Linked DNA regions of Mus musculus: all the other regions are linked to region 1. Evidence: chromatin contacts called from public promoter capture Hi-C data. All regions are on one chromosome and are shown on one strand. The core of a region is the stretch at or near the end of the contact, and the rest is flanking DNA. Distances in the headings are between cores, read along the strand shown.

Region 1 (4,909 bases), core at 1,339-3,838:
GATCGATAGCTCTGCAGCATTACACTCACTGGAACCAATACAAAGAGAGCCCATAGAAAGAGAGATGAAAGTCCTGCCAATTATTTTTTTAAAAGGGAGAAAGAGGGATTTTTTTCTGCTGGACACATTTTAGCCAGTCTTGACCATGCTTGCTTCCCACTGCCAGGCCAGCCCCATTGTGGGATTCACCATTGAAACTCCTTTTCTAGGGGGCTGGAGAGATGACTCGGGACTTGAGAGCACTCACTGCACACCATACACAGACCAAGCTACATAGTTTCAAACTATAAAAATGTGTAGAGGGTGAGAAGTCTACCTACTTAATAAACAAGACCAGATAAACCAGAATTTTTTTTTAACACACAGGGTTTGTTTTTGTTTTGTTTTTTTCCCAGTGGAAGAAATAACCTAGCGACCTTTGCTATTCTGTGAAGACAGCCTTCACTCAGAATCCCCCAGACGCCTGGGCACTGTTTCTGAGTCAGTATAACCCCTATGAAAGAGGTCCTGTGCGTTTTGAAAAAGAGTTTGCTATTCTGCTTATTAGAAACCTTTGCTCCCTAGGCTCTTGTTCTGAGCACTGCCTGTCAGTCACTAGAGCCTGTTCTTGTGGAAGGAGGGACATAAGTGCTCTGCAAAGGACATGTGCTTTGCAAGGGAGTTCCACTGCAGGCACACCTTAAGCTTTGTTGTGATAGCTGTCACAAGGAAACTTTTCCCCCCAAGGTTTTACTCAAGTATGAAAAACCTACACTGGTTGGTGTCAGACCCCAGAAAGTCGAACTAGCCTGGCTAGGTCATGCCGAGCTGAGTTTTATTCTTGCCTCTTTGCCTGGCAACAGGAACAGCTGAGAGCTCATATCCAGAACCTGAAGCAGGAAGCAGAACACTAGCTAGGAATAGTGCAGGGCTTTGAAACCTCATATCCTACCAAGTGATGAGCTTCCTCCAACAAGGCCCCACCTTCTAAGCCTGCCCAAACAGCAGCACAACTGGAGATCAAGCATTCAAATGCCCGAGCCTATAGGGTAAATATCACTGGAATCAGCACAGTGTAAGACTCCAAACGCCAAAGTGTGTGCACTATAGAATGGAGCAACACCAAGTGTGTGTTACAACCGAAAACAGCCCATGGAAGCACCTGCAGCTATGAAAAAGAAAAGGCAGTCAGCCACAGACCTTTGTATATGTTATTTTCCACTTCTATGTTAATGTGAAGCCACCCCAACCAATACCTGCTGAGCACCGAGCCCTGGAGACAGGCTAGGGGAGCTATGTAAAGACTATGTGCAGCAAGGGCTCATTCTCCTAAAACAAAGTGCGAAGAAAAGAAATTTAACACCAGGAGCCGGTAGGATAACTCAGGTTCAGTAAAGTTGCCTGCTGCCTCTGAGCCAAAGGACATGGGTTCAACCCTCAGAGTCCCTGTGATGTAAGGAGAGAATAAACTCCCTCCACATGCAGGTAACTACGTGTCTACCCACTCACATGCAATGAGACATTGTAAAAAGGAAAAGATAAATACCAAAGTATCCAACAGAATGCATCCTTTCATAGGCGCACACAGCAGTTAAGCACAGGATTCCAAGACAAAGATGAGTAGTAAATTAGTAAAAACTAAAAATGGAAGCAGTGTGTGTGTGTGTGTGTGTGTGTGTGTGTAATGCATGCACATTATGTGTAGAGCTCTTATCATTCTGGGCCTTCATTTTGAGACAGGATCTCTACCTCAATCAAAGAACTAGTCTGGAAGCAAGCAAGGCTACCAGACCCGCCTATGTCCAGCACCACTACAGCACTAGGATTAGAGTCATAAAGTATGGCCATGATCTGCTTTTAGAGCTGGGTCCAAATTCAGGTCCTCATGATTGTGGAGCAAGAACCTTAACACTGAGCCATCTCTTCACCCCTCGACTCCACCCCTTTTTTGTTCTCGGGCATAGGTGTTACTATATTATGCTTAATAGCCAGAAACTAACTACATAGAAGCCGCCTTAAACTCACAGAAATCTTTCTGCTTCTTCCTCCAAGGTGCTGGGATTAAAGAGACGTGCAACCATGACTGGTCGTGTTCGTTTTAAGACAAGGTCTCACTCTAGTCCAAAAAGAACTAGTAGTCACTCTGTAGCCCAGGCTGGCCTTGAACTTTTTACCATCCTACTTCACCCTGCCCAGTGCTGGGATGACGGGTGTGAGCCACTACGCCCGGTCCCCAAGCAAGGCATTATAGAAGATATAGAAGGCTATGCTGTAACGCTCAACCGCTAAATTCAACCCCTAGTACTAAGGTTAAGTGTGTCCAGTCTTCTGAAGACCACCTCCAAATTTGGCAGCGACTGGTCTTTGCACGCCGTGACAAAAGTCTGAAAGTTGGATGGGCAGGTGGGGTCGCAAGGCACGCTGGGGTGCGTAGTCTCTCTTTCTGATACCAATCCCAACGCTGCCTTTGCGCACCGCCTTGACATACCCAATCAGAGGGCTGTAACGTGGCAGCCACCCGCAGCCCCGCCCCCGGCAGCGCCTACCACTCGGCGTCGCTGCGCAGGGAGAACGTGGCGCGCTCCTGGCGCTACGAGACCGCCCGCGGCCCCGGGTCCACCCCACGCCTGGGCGGCCACGCGCACGCTGCGCGTCCACACCCTTTTCCGGTCCGGGCTGCCCGACCGCTCTTGCTGCTGCCGGTGGATGCTGCGCCTCTCGGAGCGCAATATGAAGGTGCTCTTCGCCGCCGCCCTCATCGTGGGCTCCGTCGTCTTCCTTTTGCTGCCCGGACCCTCCGTGGCCAACGATAAGAAGAAGGGACCTAAAGTCACAGTCAAGGTCTGGGCTCCCCTCACCAGCGAGGCCTGCCTTCCGCCGCCTTAGGTCCGGCTCAAGCCGGAGCGGGTCTGGCCCAGTAGTTCCGACCTGAGCGTCCTTGTTCTTGTTCAGTTCTTCCTTGGGTCGACTTTGATCTCTTGAAGCCAGGCTCGCCCTATCTACTCAGACTAGAGAATAACCCAGACTCCCCCAGCCCCCCGCCCTGACCCAGGATGCCCAGCTTCGGCCAGCACGGACATCCTTAGGACGGTCCCTTTGCACATCCCCTGCATTGCTGGGAAATGGTGATGGATCAGAATTGCCGAATCTTTTACTATGGTCTCTCCAGTTTAGTGTGTTTTGTAGCACACACAGTAAATATAGTTAAACTTGCAAGCACAGTGTATCTCCCTGTGTATGTCCCCCTTTTAATGTATGTTTCTATAATCTGGAATCATTTAAAGAGCACAGATTGCTATTCTATAGTCTTGAGAACGAAAACTTTTAAAAAATGTTACATTATTTACTTAGTAGGGAGAGGGACTCGGGTACCACAGTGCAACCGTAGAGGTCAGAGGACAGTTTGCAGGAGTCCATTCACGTTGGTCTCTGGTCTTCAGGCTTGGCCGCAACCGAATTTTCCTCTAAGCCATAAGGCAGTCTGTAATCCTTTCTTGGGGTGGACCCAAGTGCTGTGGCATATATTACTCCCAGCTACTTGAGGGAGACTACAATTTAGCAAGATTAATTACTGGGGTTATTAGCTCAGTGGTGGACGGCTTATCTGCAGTGGCCCACCATTTCGTACTCCCTAGTACTGGGGTTGGAGACTACTAGAGCTTTCATAAGTGTACAGATGGTTGTAGCCACCATCTAGGTGCTGAGAACAGAAGCTCTAGGGTCTGGGAAAGCAGCAGATGCTCTTAACAGCTGCTGTTTCTCCAGCCTGTTTGTTGGATTTGTACAAAGGTTTTGCCCTACTCAGCCACAGCTTTAGGCTTTGTTCTCACTCATGGGGTAACTCCTCAGGCCCTCCTCTACCAAGGCCCCTGTGAAGGCTAAGCTTGGACTTGTTCACTTTCCTTAGGTATACTTTGATTTACAAATTGGAGATGAATCTGTAGGACGAGTCGTCTTTGGACTCTTTGGAAAGACTGTTCCAAAAACAGTGGATAATTTTGTAGCCTTAGCTACAGGAGAGGTAAGTGGCTAACCCCACACAGTAGGGATGGGAGCAGCTGGGGCTTCAGAGTGTGGCCCGTGTGTAGTGGTAGACAGACTTCATTAGCTGGCTTCCCTGAGGATGAGATATTTTTGTATATTAAGTGGGAATAAAGGGGTCCAGTCTTTAATTCTGGAGAAGGCCCTGGAACTGCGGTGACTTACTCAGAGCCTCAGTTGCCCAGTTTGGCACTTCCCAGAGATTGGACTGGTTCTTCCAACCCCTGCTGCTTCCTACAGCTAGTCATAATAGAATAATAATCCACAGTGCTAAATCTGGCAGCCTCACAGTTGTCTCTGCCAAATGGTGTGGCGGCTACTGAAGTGTTAACGTGGTTTTATGTTAGAGAGAACATAGACAAACATGGTACTGTGTGGCTGCAATGTTTAGAGAGTAAACTTTAACATCTGATTTTTTTTTTTTTTTTTGAGTTTTTATTTGAATGTTCTTAGACCATGTGATATGACAAGTTTTGGAATAAGAGCTTTTGGGGGGGGGAGGGGGAAGTAGTGAGTTGGTTAACACTGGTCGTCCTGGAACTTGCTCTTAGATCAGGCTAGCCTAGATTCCTAATTGCTGGGATTAAAGGCTTGTGCCGCTACATACATAGCTGAGTTAGCAGTTTTTAAAAAAGAATAAAAGGGTCCAAGGAACTTGATCCAAGAATATGACAAGGAATTTTTTTTTTAAGATTTATTTATTTATTATATGTAAGTACACTGTAGCTGTCTTCAAACACTCCAGATCTCGTTAGGGATGGTTGTGAACCACCATGTGGTTGCTGGGATTTGAACTCCGGACCTTCGGAAGAGCAGTCAGGTGCTCTTATCCACTGAGCCACCTCACCAGCCCATGACAAGGAATTTTTAAGGAAACATATATTCTGTT
Region 2 (4,909 bases), core at 1,566-4,065, 1.9 Mb before region 1:
AAAAAAAAAAAAAAGTTTCTAGCCAGGTCGTGGCCCAGATAGTGAGGTCTAAAAAGGAAAACCCTGCCTTGAAGAAAAAAGTCTGGGACTTATTAAAAAAAGAGAGAGAGAGAGAGATTTGCCCTTTTAATTAGGGATTTGGGGTGAGCATGTAACTTTAGAGGCCAGAATAGGACACTGCACCCTCTCACCACAGCTGGAGTTGTGGAGAGCTGTGGATCACCAGAAGTCACCACAGCTGGAGTTGTGTGGAGAGCTGTGGATCACTAGAAGTGCTGCTCTTCACTGCTCAGCTGCTTCATAAGGCATTTAGTAGTGATCTCAAAGTACACAAATTATAAAACACTGGCCGACTCAAATAAATTACCAAAATGTATTGCCAGCCTGAGCTATAGGGAAAGTAGCTCTAGTTACTGAAAGAGCCCAACAGTTATATCAGAATAGTTCGCATCTTTTGATCTGATACTTGACCTAATTGATCTAGAAACAAAAAACAAGCCTGATAGGTCAACTTTTGTTATATTGCACAAGACTCTTTACTATATTTATTTAAGCATGTATGTATGTGTGGTATGTGTGTATTTGTCAAGGTCAGAGAACAATATGTGAGATATTTTCTCTTTCCACTATGTGGGCCCCATGCCATGTTTGGTGGCTACTGAACCATCTCTCTGGCCCAAGATATTGCTTGGTTATTCAGCAATTGTTTATCAAACACTCTAGCTAGTTCCTGGGGATAGCAAACAAAACTAGTCTTGAATGAATGTAGAGTAAACTACCAGTTATAGGGTACTGAGAACTCTGAGAGGACAGGAACTGTGAATCACTTGTAACATTTCAGAGACATGATTATGGCCCAAAACAGAACACTGGAGATGGGCAAGAACGAGACTTGTCTAGCATGCACAAGACCCCCACCTCTGATCCTCAGCGAAGAATTAAAACAACAGAAGTGGCTGGGAGTCTGGGAAAGATGAAAAGAAAGAAGCTGGCTGGTCTTTTAAGTTTAGGACTCTTAACTTGAAGAATTCTGGAGTTAAATGCCACATCGGCAAGAATGGTAATTTCTTCCTAGGTTTGTGGTGAAGCCCTGGAGATCACCAAGAAACTTCAGTAGGCACGGAGAGGGATACAGTAAGTGAAAACTTCTAGAGTTTATGCATGGAAAGATGAAAACATCCAGGAAAGAATTAGTAAGCATAAAGGATCTAAATAAATTTGTATCAATGGAGGTGATAAAACAGACATAAAACAACCATAGAAGCTGAGAACATAACTCGGGAATAACAGTGCTTGCCTAAAATGTGTGAAGCCATTTCCAGAACCTCAAAAGCTGGGCATAATGGTACATGCCTGTAAGGACAGCACATTGGACACCGGGCCACGATGTTTACAAGTCCAAACTCAGAGATCTTGGGTTTAAAACAATAAAGTACTTAACACCATGGCAAAATACCACAACAGTTAAAAACAACTCAAGTTCCTGAGCTCAAAGACATTAGCTTCTTTAAAAACATCAGTTTTGTTGGGCGTGGTGGCTCATGCTTTTATTCGTAGCACTAGGGAGGCAGAGGCAGGTGAATTTCTGAGTTCAAGGCCAGCCTGGTCTACAGAGTGAGTTCCAGGACAACCAGTGCTACACAGAGAAACCCTGTCTCAAAAAAAAAAAAAACAAAAAAAAACAAACACAACACAACAACAAAAACCCAACCACTAAAACCCACTAGTTTTAGCTGGGCAGTGGTGGCTCCCGCCTTTGACCCCCAGCACTCTGAGGGCTGAGGCGGCCGGATCTCTGAGTTCCAGGCCAGCCTACTCTACAGATTGAGTTCCAAGACAGACAGGGTTACACAGAGACACTATTTTTTTTTTTTTTTTTTTTTTTTTTGATTTTTCGAGACAGGGTTTCTCTGTATAGCTCTGGCTGTCCTGGAACTCACTCTCTAGACCAGGCTGGCCTCGAACTTCGCCTGCCTCTGCCTCCCGAGTGCTGGGATTAAAGGCGTGCGCCACCACGCCGGGCTCTGAAACTATCTTAAAAAACAAAAGCACATTAGTTCTTTTCCTGTAGTAGTGAAAAATTATTACTGCTTTTGTAAACAGGAGGGGCAATAATGGCAGTTAAAAATGATAGCATTTAGAGACTAATGGGCTATACCCAACTAGCAACACCTTGCACCTAGAATTAAAGTTTTTTGTCTTCACATCAGGCCTACGAAATCAAAAATCTCAGAGGCTGAGCCAGTCAATGTATATTTTGGCAACCCTGTGGGTGATTCTGATGTGAGTCGCTGACTTAGATTTTCACACAGGATGTAGAAGTTGACAGAATTTCACTGAGGGAACACAGTGAATTTGTGGCACGGCTCACGCCTCTCATCTCGGCATCAGGAGGCTGCCGAGGAGGGTCGATGCGGATTCTGTCCGTTTCTGAGCTTGAGGCCCGATGACATCTAGCTCTCTGTGTCCCAGGAGCCTCTACTTAGAAGCGTGTACATCAGTCCAATCCGTACACTGCTTTGCCATCTTGCCTCCCTTGGGTAAGCTCGGGTGTTTTCTCCGGAGGCCGGCAGTAGCCTAGGCCTCCGCAGAGCCCTGGCTGCCTCTCACATCCCAGGTCCAGGAAAGCCGGCAGCCAGCTGTGGCAAACACCACCGGCAGGGGAGGGACAAGTACCATCCCATTCCCCAACCACAACTCACTGCCGGAGACGAGCATAAAACTCCTCCGCCGCGCGGTTCATTCGCGACCACATACCGCCGTGGCCTCCGTCCATTGCTAAGAAGTTAAACTGAACTGCGCGCCCAGACAATGACGTCAGAGGCCATGACCCCGCCCCGCCGGAACTACTTCACGCTTTAAGTTCGGTTTGTACTCAACGCTAACACATTGCTTTAATTTAGTAGAGCATCCCCTCAATTTACTATTCCAAAAGTCTCCCATTTCTGTTAGGGGGGAAAAAATGGACTAAAAGAGATGTTATGATGAGGGTGGGCGGGATGAGGAGAAAGATAATTCTCGCGAGAGTTGTGACGAGTTACGAATTATTCCGCGAAAAAGAGTCCCTCCTTTCTAATCACTCTTTTTAACTTTAAAAAAAATGAATACATAATTTTAACACACGTCACGCAATAATATTACCTTTTGAAATTTTTACATGTAGCAGAAAGATAGATCGTGTCTCTAATTTGATTTTGATAAGGGGCAGGATGCGGAAGACGAGTGGAAGGATATATAGAGTACAAGTGACAAGTCTTTCCTTTTCCTGTGGGAGCAGCCGGGTAGAGAGGAGCGTGGCCTTCTCCTCTCCCCGTCATGGTGAGTGGAGGTCTTCTACACTGGGCTTCCCCCTGGTCTGGGGGGCGGCTATAGAGGAGGGCGAAGGTTCAGAACATGGAATCTGCAGAGAGGAGACGAGGGAAAGGAAACCTAGCACCTTTTCTGGCCGGAGCTGAGTTGTGGGCGCTGAGGCAGCCATCTTAGAGGCAACGTGGGCAACAGCGCCAGGTGGATGGTAGAGGAACCTTTGGGATCTTAGCTTTTCTTAGTTCTAAGCTTTGCTTAGTTCTAAGCAGGGTTGCTGGAAGCCGAGCGTTTTGATGCCAGAGACTTGTCAGGGGTTCGAGATCGTCCGATGACAACTCCGCACAGGCCGTGGCGGGTCATGTGCTTTCAGTCCGGAGAAATTGTCTTCAAAGAAAAGGGCTGAAGGATATCTGAATTTATGCTTTCCAGGAAGATTGCCTTCACCTCTTTAAGACAATTTCTGGAAATGCATGTCTTCGTTACTTTATATGATGTAATCTAGACCTTTGAATCTTAAGCGAGTTTTCAGTAGTAATTAGTATATTGTTTTACCACGAATGTTTATCTGTAGATGGATTAAGGTTGTTCTGACCACAGTAATTTGGAGACTGTTAGATTCATCGTTAAACCGACTAGATAGGTTGTCCTATTGTGAGACGACTTAAAGGGGGGTATAGTAGAAGAGATGGTATAGTATCTGGAAGGGCACATGGGAAATAGGTCAGACCTAAGTGCTGGTGGAATCCTCAGTTAAGAGTCTTTCAGAGTATCAAAACGTTTCTGAATTTGAAGGGGTCTGGAACATTGGATAAATGAGCAGGCCAGCTTTGCTGAAGTTGGTGAGGGTAGAATTAATTTAACATGTCCTCATTAAACAGTATCTATGAACAGTTTTTATAATGTTGCTTCCAAGTTTGTTTCTCATTAAAATTGATAGATTTTCAGGTTGTCCTTTTGCTGTAAAACTATTGAAATGATAAACCCAGTGGTGGTTTACTGTGTTGCTTGAATTTGGGGTCTCCTGCAAAGCAATACTTGCCTCAAACTGATTCCACAGATTGGCCTGTATATGGCCTCAAATATTGGGACTTTTACTTCTGTATTTACATATTTGTCTCCAGATATCAAGCTCTTGACATTTAATTATGGGATGAATGTGTCTCCAATGTTGTCAATATAAGTACTCTTGATTATTTTTAAGTGAATCCATTATTATTATTATAACATTATATGGTTTTATTGGCATTGTATTTCCTGTCTCACACAGTTAACACCTGCCTTCCTAGTCCCCAGGGAGTCATATCTGTTTGCAAGTACTAATAATGTGGGCTTTAAAATCTAGGTTTCAAATACAGGAGATGGTACTTCCTCTGTTTTAGTTACTTTTTTTATTCCTTCCAAGGCTTGTGCCCGTCCCCTCATATCGGTGTACTCCGAAAAGGGAGAGTCATCTGGCAAGAATGTCACTTTGCCAGCTGTGTTCAAAGCTCCCATTCGACCAGATATTGTGAACTTCGTTCACACCAACTTGAGGAAAAACAACAGACAGCCCTATGCCGTCAGTGAATTGGCAGGTATGGATTTGCATTCGTCATCATGGTTA
Region 3 (4,909 bases), core at 1,215-3,714, 1.8 Mb before region 1:
CTCTGGCACCCTAGTCAGTTCTTTACATGAAAGCTACCTTTCCTTTAAAGGAGTACAGTTACAACGTCAAAAAGAACAAGAGCATGACAACAGGTATCTATCTCCACTTGCAAAATCAAAGATCTGAAGGTAGATAGGGCCCTAACCTTTGACAAGAATCTAGAGTGAACAAAACTTATCCTAAGGGTTGGAAAGATGGCCCAGCAGTTTGAAAACTTAAGAGCCCTTACTGTTTCTGCAGGTGACAGGGGACTACAGTTCAGTTTCCAGCACTCATGGCTCACAACTAGCTCCAACGAATCCAGGGAATCTTGATAGCTCTGGCCTCCAAGGGCACCTCACTCATGTGCACATACCCATGCAGACAAACATACACATGTATCATTAAAAATAATATAATTTACACCCAACCATTGGACTGAAGTCGGGAACCCTTATGGTTGAATTAGGCAAAAAATTAAAGAAGCTGAAGGGGAGAGCAACCCCATAGGAAGACCTGCAGTCTCAACTAACCCAGACCCCAGGGAGCACCCGAACACCGAGCCACCAACCAGGAGCATACACCGGCTGGTCCGAGGTCCCTGGCACATATATAACAGAGAACTGCCTGGTCTGGTCTCAGGAGGAGAGAATGAGCTTAATCCTGGAAAGAGACTTAAGGTTCCAGGGAAGGGGGGGCACTCTCAGAGGCGAGGAGGAGGAATGTGATGAGGAACTGTGGGAGGGGAGACTGAAGGGGGCAACAACTGGAATGTAAATAAATAAAATAATAAAAAAATTTAAAAATAATATGATTAAAAAAAAAAAAAAAGCTTGTGCTAATTCTATGCCAGTCTGGGTTACACATATAGACCCTACCCATCCCACTCCATTGTCTCACAAAAATATTTGTCCTGAAAAGAGTTGCTGAAGAATACCTTACCTTGAAAGAGGGGAGGGGGACTTGCAGTCTGTTTTACAGGGGGTAAACTGCTGTACATACACACTGAACAAATGCTAATTATGCTGCTCAAAGACATATGTTACAAATCCAACGTCAAGGGCAATGTCAAGGACCTAAAGAAAAGATGTGTTTGAAGCAAGTCTTAATAATCTGGCTATGCTCACACAAATCCACCACTACCAGCCCTGCCATTGATACTACTGCAGGTATCAATGACAGTAACCATACCAACAGGTCCTGAGTTATTAAAATCTAGGGAAAGGAGGGAGGGGGGTTACAATAATCTCCAAAGGACAGAATGCCTGAAGCTACTTTCATTTTATCAGATACCTCTCAAGTCTCCTGACCTCAGGGAAAGATGAAGAAGAAACCCAACAGGTGGGCTCAGAAACCCACCTTATGAAATAAACTCTTATCTGTCTGTAAGCAACACTGGCCCCTGCAGATACCGAGCAACCTTTGGCTTTGTTTCCCTGGTCATCGTTCTTATGCCTCAAGTCAATTTCCGGCTCCCGGTCAACTAAGCAAAGCTGGGAGAATAACCGGTGAGGGGATGAACTGTTGCATGAACGGACAGATGAAGAGAGACTCCTCCCTCGAGCAAGGTACTTCTCAAGAAAAAGGCCACGGATGAGGGAGTCCCCAAAGTGAACCAGGGAAAAGCCATGGGGAAATCTGTGAACACACGCCCCCGCTGGCCAGGCGATCAACCGGCCACAAGGCCCCACAGGTGTCAGGCACCAAAAGTAAATGGGGCTCACCCATCCCAAGTCCACACTCAGACCCCGAGGAGGTCTCAAAGGTTAATGAGAAGCGACCTGAATTTGCTCTGCGTCTTGTTACAGGCCAGAATCCCAGAGTATGCCCTTTAGGCAATAGCTAGGGGGGGACGCATTAGGTTTCGTTTTCTTGGGCGAAGATTGATGTCGGTGGCCAGGGACGACAGACACTGTTGGGAAAGAGGGGGATCGGGACTTGTAGGGTGCACGGTCGATGTGAGTCAGGCACCCAATCAGTGCTTAGTCACTGATAGCCCGGCGGCCGGAGTTCCTCGCCCCCCGCCAGCCGGGCCGTACGTGACGAAGCCTCGCCTGGCGGTGGCGGCCTCCCGGCCACTCCCGGTACTCACTCGGCCGAGCTGGTCCCGTTAACCGCCGAGCCATCGGGGGCCGGGTTCAGCTGGATGGGCGTCGGCTTCTTCTTGGGCATCTTGCAGCCGGGAAAGAGCCTGCAACTCAGCAGGGAGCGCGCGGCCGCTTCTCGCTTCCTCCCTCGGCTCTGCCCAGAGTCGGGGCGGCTCGATCAACGCCGCGCTCCTGGGACCCTCCGCCCAACCCACGCGGAGAACCAGCTGCGCGCGCTCGCCGGCCGGGAACTCTCGCCTCAGCACACCGGTTCCTCGGGCTCGGACGGCTCCCTGCGCACTACCCACAGCTCAGCTACAGCCCCAGCTTGGAGAAAGTGCGGCCACCGCTGCTCCGGCGCTCCGAGACGCCGCGCACAGACGTCCCAGTGAGGGACTGGAGGGTGAGGGAGGGGCGGGGAAACGAGCAGGCCCCGCCCCCACGGGGGCTGCAGCGCTTCCCTCACGCCCGCCTGACTCCGCCCCCGTCGCTTCGCCGACAGCCAATGGGGACTAGCCTCAGAGGCAGATGACGCGGAAATACGTCACGGGAGGCGCGGCGCATTGGCTTGGGGCGGAGTTAAAGGGAGGCTTTCCGGGCGCCCTCTGCTGACCAGCGGTATCCAGGTGGCTGCTGTACGAGGTTCTTGCACGCAGGTCATCTTGCCTTTGAGTGGGGCTGCTTGGCCTATTTATCTCAACTCTTCTCCTCCCTTGGGCTGGGTCATTTTGACCCAGACAAAAGTACAAAATAAATAAGAAAAGGACCCCTTTTCGTGTCCTGAGGCCAAGCGGAATTGAGTAAGAGCAAACTAAATTGAACAAAAGCCAGGAGTGCACATTTTTAATTCCAGTACAAGAGGCAGAGGCAGGCTGATGTGTACGCATTCGAAGCCAGCTTGGTCTACACAGCCAGGGATACATTGTGAGACCCAGTCTCAAAATAAAAGAAAACTTGTCAAGAGACTCCTTAAACTAAACTGACATGATTTTTCTATTTTAATTCTACTAAAATGGAGGTACACAGCTGAGAACTCCGTGCTGCAGAGGTGGTAAATTAGTGAAGCCTATTTTGAGAGCAGATTGAAGTCTAATTAATGGGGTCAGCCGACCTAAATGTATCCAATCTCATATCCTCTTTTTCGTTTTCTAAGCCTTTTGGCAAAGTCAAGTTTGGAGTAGCCTGGACAGCTAGCGCAGAAGTTGAGGGTGTTTCTTGCTTTAACAGGACTCTAGTTGGGTTCCCTGCATTCGTGTTTGGGCAGCTCACAACCACCTGTAACTTCCAGCTGTAGTGGATACCATGCCTCTGGCCTCTGAGGGTACATGTACTCTTGTGTACATACCCAAACACACACAAACATCATTAAAAATAAAGTCAGGCACACACTTTTAATCCCAGCACTCGGTAGGCAGAAACAGGTGGAAATCCCTAGTTGGAGACTAACCTGGTCTACAGAGTGAGTTCCAAGACAGCCAGGACTACACAGAGAAACCCTGTCGTGAAAAACTAAAATGGCTGATGAGATGGCTCAGTGGGTAAGAGCACCCGACTGCTCTTCCAAAGGTCCTGAGTTCAAATCCCAGCAACCACATGGTGGCTCATAACCATCTGTAACGAGATCTGACTCCCTCTTCTGGAGTATCTGAAGACAGCTACAGTGTACTTACATATAATAAATGAATAATCTTAAAAAAAAGAAAAATTAAAATGATGATAATAATAAATCAGATAAATCTTTTTTTTTTAATCACCAGGACATAAATAGGTATTGAGGGGCATGCACTGACCAAACGGAGGCAGGAGGATCAGAAGGCTACCTAGCAAGTTCCTCCTCTACCTAGCAAGTTTCAGACCTAACCTGGGCCACATGAGACACTGTCTATCTTGCCCACCCCTTAAAGACTCTAGGTTTAGTCTACCAACTTCCCATTTAGTCTATCAGCATCAAGATAAACAAATATTGTTTTATCCTGTCTTTCTGTGATGGTTGTTGGAGCATAAGATGTGAATTTATCAAATAGCTCAATAGTTCATATTCAGAAAAAAAATGCAGTTTCAGGGGCTGGAGACATGGCTCAGTGATTAAGAGGACATGTTGCTCTTGCTGAGAGCCCAGGCTCATATCCAGCACCTGCATGATGGTTCCCAATTATCCACCACTCCAGTTCCAGGAGAGCCTGCATTCTCTGCTGACCCCCAAGGGCACCAGGCACACACATGGTGCACATATGTACATGCAGGCAAAACACAAATACATATAAAACAAAAATAAATTTCTGAAAATACACATTCCAGCTTCCTCTTTTGAAACCACTCAGACTTAAAGACACTAGGTATAAGGAACAGATAAGCATCTGCCCCGGGTGTTCCAGAGCCAGGTGTTACAGGAAACTCGAAGGTAAGGAGGCTGTTGAAAGCTGAGGCAAGAGACTTAACTTCCAGGCAGGGAGGAAGCCCGAAGGGGTATTTCTCATTGCCAAATACCTCCACCTCCAGATAGCAAGACATCCAGGTGGGGAAGGCCTAGCATTTTAGATGAAAGGTTGTTTATCTACAACATGGTTGGTCACATAACTAGGATGTTAAATATAACTGCATTACTCTCCTCTTAGCTGTAACAAAACGCCAACAAGAGGCACTTAAAGAAGGAAAGGATTATATTGGCTCATATCCATCATGGTAGGGAACCATGGTGGCCGGCACATAAGGCCACTGGTCCCAGCATCCAAAGTCAGGAAGCAAGAGAGATGGAAATAGTTTCCAGCCCTTGTTCTTCTTTTCAATTAGTTATGGATCCCAGCCCATGAAACAGTGTCACCTGTATTTAGTGTGGGTTTTC
Region 4 (4,909 bases), core at 1,061-3,560, 1.2 Mb before region 1:
GATTCTCTCGTCTCGGATGATTCTAGCTTGTGTCAAGTTGGCCATAACTATCTGGCACAGTCACCAGGCCCAGGGTTTTTGACATGGGTTCTGAGGGATGATGAACTTTCTCTCAATTGTTTTAGAAACGTTTAAAGACTCTCATGCTAAAAAGCAATTCCTGAAACTACATTTTTATATTTTAACTACAACCCTATATTGTAGACGGATATATCTATATCTCAACTCAGAGTGCTTTATACTGGTGATAATATAATATGCTAAGGTAACCTTTAAAAGGGGATTGACTGGGTATGCTTCACAACAATCAAACCAATTAGTGGTTAAGTCTAGGGCCAGTGGAAAAAGCCAGGAGTTCCCAATTGAACCCTTAAAACATTTGTTTGTATGTTTGTTTAAAGCAGAGAATTGCTTAAGCGCTTGCCTAGCATGCACCAATTCCTGCTTCCATCGCTGTAGAAAGTGGGTGTGGCGGCACAAGCTGCCATCATAGCGCTCAGAAGGTGGAAGGCATGAGAACTGTAATGGATCTGACACCAGCCTGAGCTATAGAGTGGGCTTATCTTAGAGGAGGAAAAGGTAGAAGCGTCTAAGTAGTGTTATTGAGGTCTAAAGGAGGCATGTATTTAGAGCCCTCAACTTAATAACTTTGACATATGTGTATATATTTGTGACCATTGTGCAATCAAGATAGTGAACACATCCATTGCCCCCCAATGTTTGCTTCATGATATAGACTCTCTCTAGCAATCACTGATTGGCAGATAGCTATGCCCTCACATTGGAGAGGAAAACATCATGGCTGACGTCAGTAGGGAGGATGGTTAAAAGACTTCAGTTTTTGCCAGGCAGAGGTGGTGCACGCCTTTAGTCCCAGCACTTGGGAGGCAGAGGCAGGCGGGTTTCTGAGTTTGAGGCCAGTCTGGTCTACAGAGTGAGTTCCAGGACAGCCAGGACTGAACAGAGAAACCCTGTCCCGGAAAAGCAAAACAAAAAAAAAAAAAGGGGGGGGGGAGGGTGTGGGGATCAACAATGGTATTATTTAATAATTTTCAGTGAAATTAGTGTATTTTTATCTACACAATATAATGTGATGCCCACACATTTTTTAAACAATTTGAACTATATTTGGTGAACTCAGTGTTGAAGAGACTCAAACTTAGATTTAAAAAAAAAAAAACAAACCCTCTCAATCAGGTTCTCTGGTCCATATGTTGTCTAGAATATAAATATAGATGCCATTCTTCAAGTACCACTCACTGTTCCCAGCTGCTTTGTTCCCTACTTGCCATTCAGTGGCTTCGGCCTGCAGTTAGAATTAAGGATAGTCTTGTATTTCTAGGCCCTATACAACGGAGCTCTCAACTCCCTCTCTAATCTAATGGAAGGCTTCTCCAGGCAAAATACATTTCTCATCAACACAGATTCCTCGCAGTTCTAAAAGCCAAGCTCCTCCCTATTGCAGGTTCTCTGCATGATCTTTTTGCTTTACTCAATTCTCTGGGGCCTTTCTTCCATTACTGGCTTCTTCCTGCACTTCAGAGAGGCACAGCCTTGATCACTCTGGTTTCAAAAACCACCCTGTTATCTGCTACCTAGAATTCTTCCTAGAACTTTTATGTTTCTTCTCCAAGCATTAAATATATTTGGTTGTTGTTGTTGTTGTTGTTGTTGTTGAGCTTCTCCCACTAGACCTCAACTCCCTCAAAGCAGACCTTTTCTGGTTCCCTGACTGTTGTGTGTCAGCCCTGCTGGGTTTTCCAACAATATTGTCTGGATGAATGAGTCCAAGAGAAGGAGTGGAGGTATAAAATAAAACTGTAATCTCGGTTGGCAATAAAGATGAAGCCTGTTTTGCATAGATTAACTTCAACCTAGAGGAATTTTTTTTTAAAAGGTCCTATTTCTTCCTTCATTTGTTCATAGAATTCCAGCTAACATTATTCAATACTTTTTAGGCATACACTTTACATTTCTGAGTAACTCTGTAGAGGTAATCAACCTTTATTATCCACATTTTTCAAAGGCATCTTGCCAATAGCCATTAACAGTAGACCTGCAGTCTAGTTTAAGTAGGCCATATCCAATTAATCAATGTAATGGACACCCTTTCAATCAACAATAGCTGTTTTATCAACGCGCTTTTCAGAGAACCCCTCTGAATTCCCCCTTTTCCCTGACCTCTGTCTCGGGACTGAAAGCTACTGGTGGTTGCTAACCGCTTAGGGGGTTTTCTGCAGAATACCAGTGACTTTGGTGGGCGGATCTCAGCTCAGACCACTGCACCAAGCAGCAGTGCCGGGAAGGAAGAAGCAGGTCTGTTGGCCATAGCTGGATGCTTGTGAAAGAGGAAGGTACAGTGCGCCTTGTTCTTACTCGCCAGGGGCTCGGAATCTCCCAACCTGAAGGGGAACCACGACGCGTTTCCCCAGCTACACTCGCCGTCACCAGCCAGCCCGGCCCCACCCCGCCCACAGCCCCACCCAGCGGCCCGCCCACTTGCGGGACCCTTGTTAGTCCCCTCCCCCCACGACCCACCCCCTAGCTCGGCCCATTCCTGCCCCTCGGGTCAGATTCGGCCTGTGATTGGTTTTTGTTGCCATAGTCCCCGCCCCCATGTCTTTACCGTCACTCCCAAGATGGCGCCGGCCGCGGCGGGTTCGGCGGCTGGTGCTGAGGAAGGAGGCGGAGGCTTTGGCGACCGCGCGGGGAGGGGGAGTCCCGTCTGACTGAGACGGCTGGGCGGAGCGCCGGGCCGGGAGATGAGCTAAGCTGGCTGCAAGCGCCGCGACATTCAGCCCCCTCGTGTCCCGCCCGCCGCGCATGAGGGGATCAGACTCTGCATCTCAGGCTCTTCCCGGTGCTCGCGCGGGGGCCGGCGGGGAGGTGAGTGGCGGGGGCGGCGGCGTGGGCATCGGTGGCATAGGGAGCTGTCACGGCCCTGAGGAGGTGACTGGCAGGGGGACGCCGAGCCGGGTGATAGGACTTGGAGGGCCGCTAGGCGCGGGCAGCTGCTAGGAGGGGCTCTGGCCGTCCCGGAGGATGGCGAGATGCTGTCGATGGCGTTCGCGCGCCTCCGTGTGGGAACGAGCGCGGGACACCGGGGGGGTCCCTCCGGACTGGCCATTTGGTGCTGGCCTGGGGCTGTTGTTGTTGGGGTGATGGGGCGGGGGCGGACGGTGGGGAGGTCCTGAAGCTGGGATTTTGACAAGCTCGTTACGTAAGGTTGCTTCCCGGAATCCCACCTGCTCTGGGTTTCAAACCCGCGGCGGGGGCTGCTTTCCCGCGGCTGTTCAGTCCAGATGCCGGGGCCCGGCTGGGGCTCAGGTTCCACGTGAGCCCGGCCAGCGTCCAAGTTGACCAGTGTGTGTGTGTGTGTGTGTGTGTGTGTGTGTGTGTGTGTGTGTGTGTGTGTCTGTGCACACGCGCGCGCAATTCTTGGTCATCACCACTCCTTTTGAAGTTTATCTCTTTCTAGAGGGGAAAGACGAAGGAGGGGGCAGGGGGAGAAGGGGCAAAAAAGCTTGTGACCTAGAATTGGGTCGCAGCGACATCTCTTTTATGGTGCTTTTAAATGACAGGACGTAAAGGGAAACTTGGATGTTGCTGCTCCAGTGTGCTTTTCCTTCAGACGAATGGTTGGCCTCAGAGCGGTAGAGACGGTTTTTATTTGTCTTATAGGACAGTTATTTCTTGTTTGCAAAACAGGACAGGCATCAGTCAACAGGCTTGTATTTATCTGAGGGGAAAGTGGGTGTCAGCCAGCCAGAGAGACATGGGAGGGCAGGAATTGTGTCACTCTGTGAGTATATTGTTCTTTTAAGTGTGTTAGATATGAATGAAAAGGGTAGCCCAAAAGTAAAATAAACAATATTACATTATCACAAGATTATCTTTAGTGTATATACAGCCTTAATCTGTTTTCTGCCCACCCATTGTACCTCCTCTTTCCTTGGAGGAAGGGGGTGGAGACACCTGTAAACATCGTAGCCCAGGTTACACTAAGTTATTGTGGTGCATTTGAGATTACTATAAAGAGGAGTCTCAGGGGGAACCCAAGATTAGTTTATAAGTAAGGATTCTTGGGCAAATTGATCAGTTTATATTTACAGTAGTTCTGAGATACAGCTTCTGAAAAAAAAAAAGGAATAGAATTTCTGATCTGAGCCCTAATTGAACTTAAAATTGTACTTGATTTCTTTTATGGGGCTTTGTTTTGTTTGGGCGAGACGTAATAATCGTTTGAGGCAGCTTTTTATTTTTACAAACTCCCTTTGAACTGCAGCTCCCAGCAAGAGTCTAGAATAACATATAGTTACCACCATCATTCTATATGTGTTACATAATTCTTCCCCCCCCCCACCATCCAATGATTAAACATTCTACTTTGCTGTGGAATTTTGAAAGAATGTGCTTGTGAGGGAAGTTAATTGATCTTGACACCAGCTTAATATTAGGGATAAAAATGAGCAAATTTTGGCTTGCATTTCAAGCTTAAGTGCACAAGTTTCCATTTTTGAAGTTTGGTGAAGGAGTACAACTTTTCTATCCCTGCAGGAGAGCCAGAAAGCTGGTGCTGATTGAGCTCTTCCATTGGAATTACCAGCAGCTCATTGATTCTAAAGTTCCTGGAACTTTTGTCCTATTTCGGCAACTTGAATAATATTTAGTGTAATTGGAAGATTATTGGAAGGGACAAAGCACTTCATATTAATTTATTCAGAAAACAGTAAACATTTTAACAAAGAAGAAAGCTATTTTCTTCCTGCATGATACAAACTGCATTGCCTTTAGTTGTTTGCAGAATCTTAAGCCCTCTGCTTATGGGAAGCGTAGTTTTTCATACCCATCACTAAACATAGAGCTGATTGTTATGTTACAGACCCTTCATTCTGGTGTATATTGGTGC

Evidence for each region. Promoter capture Hi-C pulls out the DNA fragments that hold promoters and counts their contacts.
Region 2: a contact with region 1 is called in a promoter capture Hi-C map of erythroid cells, with 9 times the contacts expected there. The contact joins the promoter of Zwilch here to the promoter of Ppib in region 1. A contact is called at or near these places in 2 of 39 promoter capture datasets (erythroid cells and pre-B cells) and 1 of 9 other capture datasets (liver).
Region 3: a contact with region 1 is called in a promoter capture Hi-C map of erythroid cells, with 14 times the contacts expected there. The contact joins the promoter of Map2k1 here to the promoter of Ppib in region 1. A contact is called at or near these places in 2 of 39 promoter capture datasets (erythroid cells and pre-B cells).
Region 4: a promoter capture Hi-C map of erythroid cells shows a contact between it and region 1, with 12 times the contacts expected there. The contact joins the promoter of Dennd4a here to the promoter of Ppib in region 1. A contact is called at or near these places in 2 of 39 promoter capture datasets (erythroid cells and liver).

Annotation. Positions count from the first base shown.
Region 1 is chr9:66,057,581-66,062,489 of GRCm38.p6, forward strand. It overlaps Ppib (peptidylprolyl isomerase B), which reads left to right and starts at 2,589. Exons shown (of 5, transcript NM_011149.2): 1 at 2,589-2,820; 2 at 3,887-4,000. The coding sequence starts at 2,686.
Region 2 is chr9:64,170,116-64,175,024 of GRCm38.p6, forward strand. Zwilch (zwilch kinetochore protein) reads right to left here and starts at 2,816. Exons shown (of 19, transcript NM_026507.4): 1 at 2,703-2,816. The coding sequence starts at 2,776. Rpl4 (ribosomal protein L4) reads left to right here and starts at 3,272. Exons shown (of 10, transcript NM_024212.4): 1 at 3,272-3,318; 2 at 4,709-4,880. The coding sequence starts at 3,316.
Region 3 is chr9:64,251,141-64,256,049 of GRCm38.p6, forward strand. Map2k1 (mitogen-activated protein kinase kinase 1) reads right to left here and starts at 2,465. Exons shown (of 11, transcript NM_008927.4): 1 at 2,073-2,465. The coding sequence starts at 2,152.
Region 4 is chr9:64,808,701-64,813,609 of GRCm38.p6, forward strand. Dennd4a (DENN/MADD domain containing 4A) reads left to right here and starts at 2,311. Exons shown (of 35, transcript NM_001162917.1): 1 at 2,311-2,320; 2 at 2,640-2,886. Gm36459 (a long non-coding RNA gene) reads right to left here and starts at 2,715. Exons shown (of 3, transcript XR_379559.2): 1 at 2,627-2,715; 2 at 2,246-2,402.